Regions from separate parts of the Capsicum annuum genome. Here region 2 is linked to region 1. Evidence: chromatin contacts called from public Hi-C data. All regions are on one chromosome and are shown on one strand. Each heading gives the region's core, a stretch centred on a gene start, on an enhancer-like site or on the middle of the called end of the contact. The rest is flanking DNA. Distances are from core to core; before and after follow the strand shown. Region 1 holds the start of LOC107873461 (phosphomethylpyrimidine synthase, chloroplastic). Region 2 holds the start of LOC107874389.

Region 1 (7,142 bases), core at 3,801-6,300:
TTGATTAAGTGAATGAGGTATTGAAAATATCAAAGAAAATCAACAAATTAAGTAGATACCACTTACCAGTAACATTTATCTAAAATATTACTGAAAAATCTGTATTCATCCTTGGTTAAGATGTTATCATCAAAAGGTACAAGGGAGAAAGCTAATAGGCATACCAACACCCGGGTTTACACTCTGAGGACCACTGGTATCGTAAGTGTCGAAATGTGGTTCATCCCCGGAAAGATGGATACGTCGAAATGGGACTTTGAGCACATGACCTGTTTCTTCATGCATAACTTCACTGCAAATTGAAAATTCAGCTAATAAATATTTTGCGACCCAATGAGCTTAAAATTTTGCACTAAAGAATGTGTACTGCATTTGTGCTGTGAATTTCTACATCACAAAGTTATTTGATCTCACTGTCATAGAATTAAAAAGATTTACAAGATAAAATTTTCAACATAATTTCTTTTGTACCAAGAATATAAATCATTTTAAACATTTTAACTTATGGCTCATGTTCACGTGAAGTGTTATACTTCACCTGAAACATAAGGCAGTTTACCTGCTACAAAAGTGTTCTCTTAAACCACTGATTGCGCAAAAAATTTTCACACTGCCAATGTATATACATTATTCTTAAGAATAAGGCAAGCCCCCAAGTTCTATACAACATTGTTTCTGAAGAAATATTTTGAACGCTTAGCCACTTCACTCAAGATATCAAAGAGAAGTCTCAATAGTATAATATTGTTGTGTTTTCTTACACCGCTGATTGAACAAAAAATGTTCACACTGTCAATGTTTATACATTATCCTTGAGAATAAGGCAAGCCGCCAAGTTCTATACAACACTGTTTCTGAAGAAATATTTTGAACGCTTAACCACTTCACTCAAGATATCAAAGAGAAGTCTCGATAGTATAATATTGTTACAGATTCCACGTACTGAATCCTCAATAAATAGTGTTATCTCGAAGATCTAAATAAGTGAAGACAGAAGGCAGACCTGTATTCTTTGGAGCTTTTTGGGAAGCATTCTTCAAATGATGGAAGTGGCAGGAAATCAGGAGCATTAGGATCAACCGTGTGCTTTGGCTTTGTCTTCTCGTTGTTACTAGTACTGGGAGGATCAAAGGTTAGTGTTGCTCTCGGGCTTGAAATATAATTGAAACATGTCTCCCTTCTCCTCATAACAGCAACTTGCCCCGTCAACTCGAACCTTGGCAAGAAGGAACTGTTTGGAAAGTTTACTTGTGGATGATGGTTCACATTCTTGCACAGGAGTGATGTCAAAGCAGTTTGGACAGACGTCATCTTTCTATCCCTGTCTGAGGATATCAAAGCAATTCTGTCACAAGTTTAGTACTATAAATTCATTGATATATAAGCAGAATGATAAAACATATTTAACAAGTCATGCTTGTAATGATACAGCAAAAAGTGAGTGATTCTACCAGTTGAATATCATAAACCAAAATGCGAAAAGAATCTGGGAGACTTCAGAATTCGTAGCTAGATCATAAGTTATAGCAAAATGTACTTTCTTTAGGTTAAATATTCACTCCCTACTTTTGTTTGTTCCGGGGAAAAAGGCACTTTTCTACTTTCGCAAAACAATTTACTTTTAAATTTCTCATTTTATCTTTAGATGATTTTTTAGTTTACATGATTTTATAGCTACATAAATGTCATGACATATTTTGAACAACTTCAAAAGTGTTTAACTTAAACTTCATATCAAGTCAAACATCACAACATAAAAGGGGAGGCAGGGAGTACTAGATTTGGGCACATTCAACGGTGACATTCTAGTTTCAAGGTAACAGTATATTGATCGTCAACACAAAGGCTATGCTTGAACAATGATATTCTAATTTATTGACTGTGTTTGGAAGATCATTCCAAGTATTAGAGGCAGGTGCAATATATAATTAACGGGCTCAACTGAACCAATCATTTTTACACACAATTCAATCATTCTACAGCGTACGAGGTAACTGGTCACCAGGCTATAAGCCTGTTTGGCCAATCTTTTGGGAGGCCAAAAGTGTTAATTTTAAAAAAATCACGCAAGCTGTGTTTGGTTATTTTCCATGGAAAATGTTTTCCTGAAAAATAGGTTGATTTTTTACTTATTTTCTCATGTTTGATTGGTATGTGGAAAATATTTTTCGAAAAATATTTTATGGTATTCGGGGTGAGTGAGTATATTTTTTAGAAAAATATTTTCTAGTGTTTGATTGGTGAGTAAAAAAATATTTTTTAGAAAATACTACTAACTATTAACTAGTATATCAGTGCCTTTAACAACCCAACAATTTGTAAAAAATAATTTAAGCATAACAAATAATATCAATATCGAATATTAAAGTACTACAATTACTAAATTTAAGCAACTATTAATTAAGAAGTATAGGAGACACTTTTCAACATATTTCCAGGATAATATCAAGATACTACAATCAATAGAAATATAATGGAACGATAAGCTTATTCAACCTCGTGAAACAAGTTACATCGATGACAAGATTAAATATGCAATTAACAAAAGTAACATAGATAAGTCTTCCTCTATGAATACGAAAATAACAATACATTCAACGAACATTGAAAATGAAAAAAAATCCGGGCTTCACTATTTTTTATTTCAAGCAGTGAAAAATTGAAGCAAAGCAGAGTGAAAAATATTTTCGAGTAATGTAAACTTTTTAGAAATGCGAATTTTTTGAGTCATGTGAATATGAGTGTTGTTGAGGTGGGGAAGAGGGGTGGAGGTAGAGTCATAAGTCACATTTCTCAATTTCTGGAAAATGACTTCCTTTGACTCATGAGGGAAGTCATTTTGCATCAAATTGAGGAAAATAAGTTGTTGTGGAAAATATTTTCCCCAACATTTCATTACAACCAAATAAGCGAAAATAGAAAACATTTTTCAAAAATATTTTCCATCATACCAAACTCACCCAGTGTTTCTATGAATAGTAGAAGCTAAAAAAAAAGAACTTTTTTTTTCAAAAATATTTTTTTTTATAACCGTGATGTCCGAATCAACTTTCGTGCACTTCGACTAAATCTAAAGAATATTTGTCACCTCTCACTGTCAATAGATATACGGTAATTCTGTCCACCAAAGCTAGAACTTCCAAAAATACTTTCTTAGAAAGCACTTTGAGAAATATACACTTTAAAATATTTTTAAAAAATTTGGTCAAAAAGAACTTTTAAATTTATCGACCAAACACAAATTATTTCTGATCAAAAGTACTACTTCCTACAACACCAAACCCAATATATTCCCACATAGTGGGTTTGGGGAGATAAAATGTACGCAGTTTATATCACTACTTTTAGAGGAGTAGAAAGGTTGTTTCCAATAGACCCCGGCTCAAGACAAAGAATAGTAAATAAATTCGTAATAAAGCATGAAACAAGATGGAATAACAGAAATAAAACACTCACAAAGTAATACCCTGCACTAACAAACCAAAGGCACCCCCACCCCCATACCCTCCTACTAGCAACTCCAACCTATGGACATAGCCCTAAGATTACCAGCCCGGCTACCCCAAAACTCTCCTAACTACTGGCTACGACCAACCCACAAGCACCGACCTAATTCTTGTCTTCCATACCTTCCTATTTAGGGTCATGTCTTCAGTAAACTGTAACTGTTCCATGTCACGTTTAATCACCTCTCTAGTATTTTTTCGGCCTACCCCTACCCCATCTAAAACCATTCAAAGCTAGTTTCTCACACCTACGAACTGGGGCATTCGTGTCTCTCCTCATCACATGTCCAAACCATCTCAACCTAACTTTCCGCATCACATGAAAAGTACTACTCCTTACGTTTCAAAATGAACAACCTACTTTCTTTTTTAATCCGTTTAAAAAAGAATGACCCTTTTCTCTTTTTTTGACAATATTTTAATTTAAGGCCACGAGATTCAAAAATTTCTTTATTGTTTTAAATTTTATGTCAAATCATAGATCATTATTTTTTAAACGAAGGGAGTACTTTTTTAAACAAAACTTTTTCAAAATAAGTTAATTTTAAAAGTTTGGCTAAACAAGCTACTATCGAAGAGGCAGAAAAACATATCAAAGGCTGAAATTTGAACAACAGCCAAGCCCTATTGCCTGGCATGAAAAGCACCTGTCAGCTGATTTGGCATGCCTACTTGGCTTTTTGCTTAATGGACATTTCAATCAAATTTATTTTCTGAATAACCATCCATAAGTTTAGCGATTTTAAAACACAAAAGATAGATTTTTTTTACTTTTGCCTAAAAAATTCTTATGTTGAATGACTATTTCACAACTAAACAAAACATACGAATTAACCACATACAGAAATACTCTAGCTAAACAGAAAAATCTATAGCTAATCCTATCTAACGATGGATTAAAAAAAATTATGTTAGCTATGAATAATTTTGCAAAGAAGTTTGGTTTTCTTTGTAGTGAACTCCAAAAGGATTAAAAAAGGCATGCATGAAAGAATCTATACATTAGCTCTATGTTGAAAGAATCTATATATATTGGCGAATCAGAATTTTTACATAAATACACCAAAAAGTCGAAGGAATTCAACATGCAGTATTCATATATATAAAAAATAATTTTTACCATATATATAAATAGTAATATAATTTTCAGTGGAAGGGAGGTTCAATAGAATAAAAGTCGCAGCTCTACTTCACACCGCCCGTGCACATGTGTAGATCTTTCAAAATGCGTTAATTTTAAAAGATCCTATACATTTTCTAGGAGATCTTTCAGAAATGCTTTCTTCTTTTCGAAAATTAGACATGAGTAAAATATTTTTTAAGAGTCAGAACAACGTAGCATAAAATAATTAATTAAATCAAAAAATTGGAGAGAGAAAAATGAACCTTAAGCAAATGAATTAGAGCTCTGTGTCTGTCTGCCTTATCTGTGAACACAAGCAAAATGATGAAAATTGAAATGAGTTTCTTTTTTGGGAGAGAGAAATATCAGTGACGATATGACCAATATCTGTTACTAGTGCTAATTTATAGGGACATTTTCCAGTCACTCAAACAGTCAAAACTAATAAGCTAGATTGCTAGAGCTTACCTGGCTTACTCATTTGTTCCCCACGTCCTGTTAGATATTTTTTCTATATATTTTCTCCTAGATATTTTTGTTTATATGATTGTACCATAATACCCCGGTCGAAATACCTTAAGGCATTACATAAATATATTTTTTAATTTGGTCTCAACTAGCATTTATGCGGTTTAATTTTAAGTGTAGAGTGTGTACAAGTAAGGACATGACAATCTCACACGAATTGGCACGTAAATGTCAAGTAGGATATGCGTTTTTACTTATTCAATTTTATACAAATTTAAATATTTACTTATGCATATTCAAAGTAAGAAAACATAAATATCAATTAATGGCAAGTTAAAGACTATATTGATGGAAGAAAACATAAATATCAATTAATGGCAAGTTAAAGACTATATTGATGAATTACTGTAGAAAATTAGTTTCAAATCACTGTAGAAAATTAGTTTCAAATCACTGCCTCAAGAGCTATATTATGCCAATACCAAAAATGCCTTAGAAATATTCAAATTCTATGTTTTGTCTAAAAATATATTTAATGAATCAAACTTGGCTTTTAAAAATAAGGAAAAATCAATACCATAACTTAGTTAATCATAATTATTTAATATTTCAATCTTTTTAAATAATTATATAAACCTCTGATTTTACGTTAAAACTCTGATACATTACAGAAAAATGTGATGTATCTATGTAAAATTAAGTGATGTATCCAAAAAAATGTGATGCATCCATGTAAAATTAAGTGACGTACTCGAAAGAATATGATATATTTGGGTGGAATGTAATGTATCCGTGTAAAACTATGTGATGCATCCGCGTAAAATTAAGTGATATATCTCAAAAAAATGTGATATACCCTACACTAAATCAAGGATTTTTAATATTTTTGTAAAAAAAAAAATTAAATAGAGAATAATTAACTCTAAAGGATTGAAATTTATGTAACCATTACTAAAAATAGTCACGGGGCTTATAATTTATCATTTTTTTAATTAAGAATTAAAATTAAAACCTATTCATTTCTTACATCATCACCAAATAGAAAAAAAAAAAAAAAAAAAAAAAAAGGAAATGCTTAATTATTTTTCTAAATACAACACTATATTTTGAGTTCTAATTTTCTGATTAGTAGCTTCCCCGGTAGATGAGCACTTTCTAGTTTTGGTGATATCGAAAATGATCCCAAGAAAATGTTTTCATAAAATACTAGTTTTAATTTTCTAATTAGTAACTTTCCGGGTAAATAAGCTCTTTCTAATTTTAATGTGATCGAAAATGATTCCTAAAATACATATTTGCATAAATTTTATTACTTTTTCTTTATTTTAAAAAGAATGATTTAGTTCAATTTGGCACGTAATTTAAGAAAGTAAAGAAAATTTTTGATTTGTGTGGTCCTAAATTAAAATTGTGTCAATTGTACTAGAATATTCTTCAATTTTGCGGTCTTAATATGTACGTGTAAAGTTGAAATCAAAATATTGTCAAAAAAAAAAAGGGATCATTCTTTTTGAAACAGACTAAAAAAAGAAAATAAATCATTTTTTTTTAAACGAAAAGAGTGATAAACTACTAGTTGAATCCCACACCAAATAATATAAACTAGAATTTGAAATGCTAAGAAAGATTTCTCGTAAATCTTGAATCTAGTTTATAATCAACAATAGTGATTTTGTAGGATACAACATCCAAATTGAGTGACTTTCTATGAAATAAAATAAGGTAAAAGGTTAAATATAAATAAAATACGGTAAAAGAATAAATATATCTTTGAACGTTCAAAAATGATATGCAAATATTCTTCATCATATTTTTGGATTGTCAATATCCTTATCATCATATTTTTGGGTCATTTATAGCCCTCAAATTTTTAAAAATGATATGCAAATACCATTTGTTATACGTTTAACTTGTCAATGCATTTACCATGATACTTTTAGGTCATATTAAATTATCTGGAGAGGCACGTAACATTATCACAACGCATATATCACTTTTTTTTTTATTTTATGCAAAATTTAAAACTTCTCTCATATCATATTATT
Region 2 (7,599 bases), core at 3,250-5,749, 200 kb before region 1:
TGGATGTGTGGACATACCAGGAAAGATAGGGAAAGGAATGAGATTATTTGGGAGAAGGTGGGAGTTTCCTCGGTAGAGGATAAGTTGTAAGAAGTGAGGCTACATTGGTTCAGGCATATGATGATGAGGGCCCCTGATGCTCCAGTGCAGAGGTGTGAGACTCTGGCTATGGATGGTTTTAGGCAGGCTAGAGGTAGACCGAAGAAATATTGGAGGGAGGTGATTAGGCATAATATGGAGCAATTACAGCTTACAAAGGACATGACCCTTAATAGGAAGGTGTGGAGGATGCGGATTAGGGTAGTGGGTTAGGGGGTGGGAGCGCGATGGTAATAATAGGGGAGTGCTCCTTTGGGTCTAGAGTTTCTGCCTCATAGTGTTGGGGCTGTAGTTTTTGGGGTTAATGGTGTTGGCTTTTTTGCATCCCGTACTAGTTTATTACGCACCTATCTTTTGTGTTTGTTATACTGTTAGTTTGTTTTGTGTATCATACTAGTTTGTATCCGCTTACTTTTTGTATTTGTTATACTGTTATTGGTCCTAAGTTGGGGGTCTATCGGAAACAGCCTCTCTACTTCTCTTGAGATAGTGGTATGGTCTGCGTACACTCTACCCTATCTAGACCCCACTAGGTAGGAATACACTAGGTATGTTGTTGTTGTTGTTCTGCAAAAAAAGGTTAGGTTGAATACGGAATTCATCACCAGAGTATAGCAGCAAGGAGCTGCCATCATAAATCTTTTGCCATCAGACTAAATTTTTTTGTACAACTTTTGTTCACAGTATATGTGTGTCAATGGGTGTCTATTCTGATGGATCTTATTGCATCTCAACTGCCTTAATTTACTTTTTCCCTGTTAATTGTGAGAGGAGAATGATCAATTGTGCAAGGTTAGTTTCTGGTCTCTTTCATGATCAATTAGTTTTCTTCTTATAAAATTCGAAACATGTTCAGTGAGTTGTGGGTTACGCAACCTATTCGATAGTTTATAATAGTTACATCTACAAAATGCATGTCACTTTCTTATTCTTTTTCTATCAGACTAAATTTTTCTGTACATCTTCTGTTCAGGGTACATGAGTGTCAATGGAGGTCTGTTCTGATGGATCTTATGGCATCCTAGCTGGCTTAATTTACTCTTTCCCTGTTACTTGTGAGAAAGGAGAATGGTCAATTGTGCAAGGTTAGTTTCTAGTCTCTTTTATTATCAATTAGTTTCCCTCTTATAAAATTCAAAAAATGTTCAGTGAGTTATGGGCTACGCAGGAAAACCTGTGTACAGTTTTACACTCAAGTAAAGACAATCGTTCAACCTATTTATAAAACATGAAAGGTGCAAAAGAATAATAATTTTATAATTTGAAGACAATAGTTGAAAACAATTTAACATTACAACTCTCTTACAATTACAATTACGTATATACAGATAGCATTGTTGCAACGGAGAAGTAAATATACAATTTCTTTATATATCGTACTATTTTTAGTTGTTATTCTCCCTTACTTTCTAGGATCTATGAAAAACAGTTTTACATTACCTCCGCGTCAACTAATATCACAGTTTTTCGAAAGCCACCTCCATTCTTAAACGGTTTCATTGGCCCGCTTTCGATGATCAAGACTTTGATCATCCAGATACACTCGTTTGGCTTCAAAGTGTTGATTCCTACAACTTCGGTGATAGAATCCATCGTATGATAGTCTTTAAGAAATCATGCGTGAAAGTTAGAACGACAAGAACGTATAATTTGATAACAGAATTTGTGAGATGGAATGAATTATACCTGAATATGTGAATCTTGTTGGTAGATGGATAAACAAAGAAGATTAGTTATGAGCAATAGAAATCAAAACATATTAACAAACAGCTGAAAGTTAAATAGATTAATGAGCCATAGACTAATGAACACTTCGATCTAAGTAGATTAACGCACACCTTAAGCTAAGTTAAGCTAATTAATTGAAGCTGACATAACAAGTAACATTGTCTTCAAATTGATTTAATTTTTCATAGCGAGTAACATTGTCTTCAAATTAACAATGAAAAAAGGGAGTGATGTTGTGACATCAAAAATCTGGAAATGAAATTGTTGAAGCAGTTGCTGAGATAGAAACAATGGAACCTGAAACTAAAATTATTGAAGTAGTTGTTGAGATGAAAACAATGAAAAACGATGAATAATAAAAAATTACAGCGTTTAAATAGATGAAACAGATGAAAACGATGAAATAATATTTATGGGAAAAAGTAAATTTGGAAAAATACGGTTGTGAAAAAATTAGAACACAAATTTAAATTTGGACAAAAACAAATTTGGAAAAATACGGTTGTGAAAAACCTTGAGAGAATTTTGAAAAAATCAAATTCAAATTTGGACAAAAAAAATTTGGCTTGGAAAAGGCAGAAGGTTGTTTAAAAAAATACGGTTGTCACAAATTTGGACAAACTTGAATAATTTAATTATTGAAAATAATTACTATATTTAATTGTAGGAAAAGGGAAAAAAACGGCTTGAAAAAGGATGGCAGGAAAAAGAAAAACGACGGCTTGGAAAAGGAGACCGTTGTTTGGAAAAATACGGTTGTTACAAATTTGGACAAACTTAAATAATTTAAAGATAGAAAACAATTGCTATATTTAATTGGAAAAATACGGTTGCTACAAATTTGGACAATCTTAAATAATTTAATTGTAGAAAACAATTACTATATTTAATTGTAGGAAAAAGGAAAAAGACGATTGTTACAAATTTGGACAAAATTGGACAATTTAATTTTAGAAAATAATTGCTATATTTAGTTGTAGGAAAAGGAAAAGGACGATTTTATCTAAAGCGGAGTCTTTTAATGAAGGGTAAAAAGTTCAAATTAGGGTCTTCAGACTTTTAATATATTATAGATTATAGATATAAATATAGATATAGATATACATTATAGATATAGATATAGATATAAATTATCGATATATCAAGAGAAAAAGGAAAAATATCAAATTTTATGAAATATTTTAAAAAATAAGAAATTTAATATATTTATACCTTTTAAATTTATGTTTTTACATAATTTATCCTTAAATGTACAAAATTTGTACTACCCAATTGGGAGTGTCCAAATTAGGTATTTGTGCAATTGCCCCTGTTTAAACTCTGGATATTAGGGCCGAACAGTGCTTTGGTTTGGGTCAGCTTATATCCATCCAAATATACCCAAAATGTATACACCACAATCAAAAGGTCATTTTTAGTAAAAGATGGTTGGTGATCATTAGCATATGGTAGAATACAAAGTCCAAAAACATGCTAATGATAAGTTGGTCCAATATTTGCCACGTGTCAACTCCTCTATCACACATGCCAGGACGAAGTTCTCATCTATTTCTTCTTCTTCCACCTTAGAAAATTAGAAAACATATTAAGCAAATAAAAAAGAATCAAGAAAAGTATAAACAGAACAAGGCACGAATAAATTGAAGAAAAATGAAATGTAACAAAGGAATAATGGAAGATGCAATATTTAATTTTCTAAAGCTTTTTTCCTTTTTCATCAAAACAAATACCCTTTCCATTTTGATTCAAGTGTCTTACTTTCATTTTTTGTCTGAATCAAAGATGTATTTTTTATATATATAATTTTATATATTTTGTAAGTTTTCAATTTCAACATTCTATATCACAAATTTAAGATCAAAAGATTTAAGAGATTATGCATGTTTTTATCGAAGATCATGAATTTAGAAATTCTTTTTATCATTTTTTAAGATTTGTTTTCTATAAAGTAAGACATTAGAATTGAAATAGAAGCATTGCAAAATTCTACAAACACAATAGGGCAGAATAAGGCTGCAGCTAATACATATGTGACAACTTAGCATGAGTTTATTTTCATAAAATTACTCTACTATATGTATAGTCCAAGAGTAACGGGTGTGAACCACATACTACTTTATGTCCTACATTTGCGGAGTCAAAAATTCTAATGAACTGAATAAATTGTAACAATGTCAAACATCTAATTTAAAACTAGAAACTTTATTTCTCATATGGGTAGATTCAACAAATTTTATATATAATATTCAGTCCCAAATTAAGTTGAGGTCGGTTATATGAATCTTCATTTCTTCATGTAAGCTTTTTATGAGGATTCATCATGAATTGACAAGTTTTATGCTGGTTGTCAGCATAATATGACCTTCCTCCTTTATTCAGACTTAAGACTGACGATGTAAGCAACTCACACAAATAAAATTATATTAAAGAAAAAGAAGAAACCATTAAATACAAGGGGAGAAAAAAAAAAGACTAGGGAAAGGATAAGCCACTTGTGGAGAACCCATGCCACAAAACACATTCATTTAATTCTCTTCACAATCTTCACTCATCTGACCAAAATTTAATCCAAACAACTAAGATATATTACCTACACTTACAATATTGGTTCTTGCCCCTTTATTCATTACACCAAATTCCTATACAAAAATTCAAGAATTAACCAATTCGAATGGCTTCTTTGAACTTTTTTGTTCCTCCAATTGCAACTACTACCCAAAGAAGAGTAGTATATAATAGAGCTACATCAGCAAAAAGTTCTGGAGGAAGCAATGAAGAGAAGTCAATCTTGGATTTTTTCCTAGGGGCATTAACAAAAGAAGACCAATTATTGGAGACTGATCCAATCTTGAAAAAAGTGGAGGGTAAGAGTGGTATCACCACAACTGTCAGCAGCAGCAAGAAATCAGTTTCAAGCCCTCCTCCCAAGAAGAATTCCAATGGTTTTGGAGGCTTCGGGGGCCTCTTTGCAAAGAAAGAATGACTAGAGATGGATTTAGAATTTTAAATCAATGGATATGAAGTCTTATAAAACATTCATAAATGTCATGCACTTGATATTGTATGTCAATCTATATATGTCTTCGCTTTGTAATTTGATCTGCAATTCTATAATTCAATTGATATCAACTTATTTAAAGTGTTGCACAAACTCTAATGAATTTGTTGAAGTATGTAGCTTTTAAACTGTTGTAACTATCAATTGATTGGGATGATCCGAAGCATTAAAATCATCCCTAGATTAAAATCATCCCTAGATTAGTTTAGGGTAAGTATGAGCTCACGATTTTTCTCATCGGGCCAAGATGGATTGTTCGACCCTAAAGATGGTAGAAGAGACGTCTTGTCTTAGTTAAAGGATGTTTGGTAGAAGAGACGCCTTGTCTTAGTTAAAGGATGTTTGCAATTTAGTTTGGATTTATTTTTACTTATTATGACAAATGTCGAAATCAATCAAGTTAGTTTTCTAATTACAATTTTTTATTTTAGATATGCAATATTTAAAATAGGAAAAATTAGAGTTAAATGTCTCCATCCAAATACGTCAAACAGTAATTTTGTTATGACTTCCAACAAACGCTACGAAAAAATTGAAATATGTCATGACTCACGAATTTCATTGCTAAAGAGCTCATAGCTAATGAAATTTTCTAATAATCTATTGTTAAATATGATTAACGGCGGATTATAAAAATGTGTTAGATAGGACAAACGCTCCTCCTCAAGTTTCAAATTCTTATCAAGCTAAATGGTGTCCAGTTGTAATCCTCATAGCACTTCAATAACCTAGATAAATGAAAAACTGGATTAACACCTGCCAAGCTGGGTGACAACGCAAGCTCGTAGACCAACTCCCCAATACACGATAAAATTTCAACTGACCAACCTATAAATCTCGAGCTCAAATTGTCCTCCTCAAAACGCATGAAAACCTTCATAGGTGAGACTTTCAATAATATCTGCTCAACTTCTATGAACTCCATTTTACAAACCTTCTGATTTATGTAGCTTTTTAGCCTACTTTGAGTTGTGATCGATCACTCAAAAATCAAGTTGACCTTATTTAAGGCCTCATTCTTCAAATCTGTACCGTATGGCCTAGCCTTAAAGGACTTAAATCAGTAATTAGTAAACGACACCTCCTATTATACAAGACCTCACATGAAGCCATCTGAATGTTTGATTAGTAGCTGTTATTCTAAGCAAACTTCACCAAAGACAAAAGTTAGTTCTAATGACCACCAAAGTTAATCAAACTAGCTCTCAAAACGTCCTTGAGAATTTGGCTAGTCTACTCGGACTAGAATCTGGCTAGTCTACTCTTTACTGGTAAAAACTTGTGACAAGCTTAATATATGTTCTTGGGTCCTTTTGTACGGACTTCCTGAAATGACGAGCTTAACATATGTGTCCTCACCATCTATGCTGAAATAATAGAGTGCAAGTTTAGAATACTGGACAAACATTATACACAATATGGAATCAAATTAAAGATATTTTCATAAGGACTTTCCATAGGCTCCTGAATATAGATATATATGCTAATGTATCAATCAGCGGGACAATATTAGACATATTGATTTTTTACTTAAGAGACTAGTGAGCCTAGCACTCCAATACTAATTTGTCAGGACCTAAAAGTCAAGATCATGATGACACCTACCTCATCCCAACCCTGGATAGATAAGCTATACACCAAAAGAGATAAAGATACAGAAAGGATCCATGGGGCTTTACAACCCATATACTATCATAATACCATAATCAACTCGACCAGTACATCACTTGGTCAAGTATCTTATTTATTTCAAAAAAGTCAGTATCTCTCAGTGATTCCAGTTCCATAAATTCTATGAATGGAATAAAGATGCATGTTGAAAACCAAACAAATGTCATGTGATAAATTAACATAATACTGATATAAATATGCTCAAATCTCCTCAAATCTAAATAGATCATGATATATAATCCAACATATAGTAACATGGTAGTAAAGAGTTATGTTAGATATCAAATATCAATTCAAGCCCTCACTCAAGCATCACAATAATACAACAACAACAACAAACCCAGTGTATTCCCACTTTGTGGGGTCTGGGGGGGGTAAGATGTACGCAGTCCATACCTCTACCTCTGATGAAGTAGAAAGGCTGTTTCCGAAAGACCCCCGGCTCAAGTTACGAGATATCAAACAAACACATAGTACAGCACAGAAGCAGATGACATAACATAGATACTGCAGCCATAAGGAATATAAAACAGAGTAAAGCAGGAATGCAGGAATATAAAGCAGAGGAAAGCACACAGATTCGTAACAAACATAGAACACGGAACACGGAACAGAACATTGAATACGGAATCATACCAGGAATACACCCCCACCAATTACCTCCCTACATTAGCGACCCGAACAGGCCCTAGTCCTCTGCCGTAATTCGCGTCTTCCAGACCTTCCTATCTAGGGTCATGTCCTCGGTAAGCTGTAACTGTTCCATGTCCCGCCTAATCACCTCACCCCAGTACTTCTTCGGTCTACCCCTACCCCGTCTAAAACCATCCAACGCTAGCCTCTCACACCTACGGACCGGGGCATCCATGCCCCTCCTCTTCACGTGTCCGAACCATCTCAATCGTGCTTCCCGCATCTTACACTCCACTGAAGTCACCCCAACCTTCTCCCGGATAGTCTCATTCCGAGCTCTATCCCTTCGGGTCAGTCCACACATCCAGCGCAACATCCGCATTTCTGCCACCTTCATTCTTTGGGTGTGG

What was found. Hi-C and Micro-C count contacts between places; a contact is called where the count stands out from the background.
Region 2: a contact with region 1 is called in a Hi-C map of leaf, with 3 times the contacts expected there. The contact joins the promoter of LOC107874389 here to the promoter of LOC107873461 in region 1. A contact is called at or near these places in 2 of 5 Hi-C or Micro-C datasets (both in leaf).

Annotation. Positions count from the first base shown.
Region 1 is chr6:35,396,274-35,403,415 of UCD10Xv1.1, reverse strand. It overlaps LOC107873461 (phosphomethylpyrimidine synthase, chloroplastic), which reads right to left and starts at 5,050. Exons shown (of 7, transcript XR_007057019.1): 1 at 4,893-5,050; 2 at 1,004-1,325; 3 at 165-292.
Region 2 is chr6:35,593,493-35,601,091 of UCD10Xv1.1, reverse strand. LOC107874389 reads left to right here and starts at 4,499. Exons shown (of 1, transcript XM_016721184.1): 1 at 4,499-4,810. The coding sequence starts at 4,499. The coding sequence ends at 4,810. It overlaps LOC124899683 (a long non-coding RNA gene), which reads left to right. Exons shown (of 5, transcript XR_007057021.1): 5 at 1,073-2,864.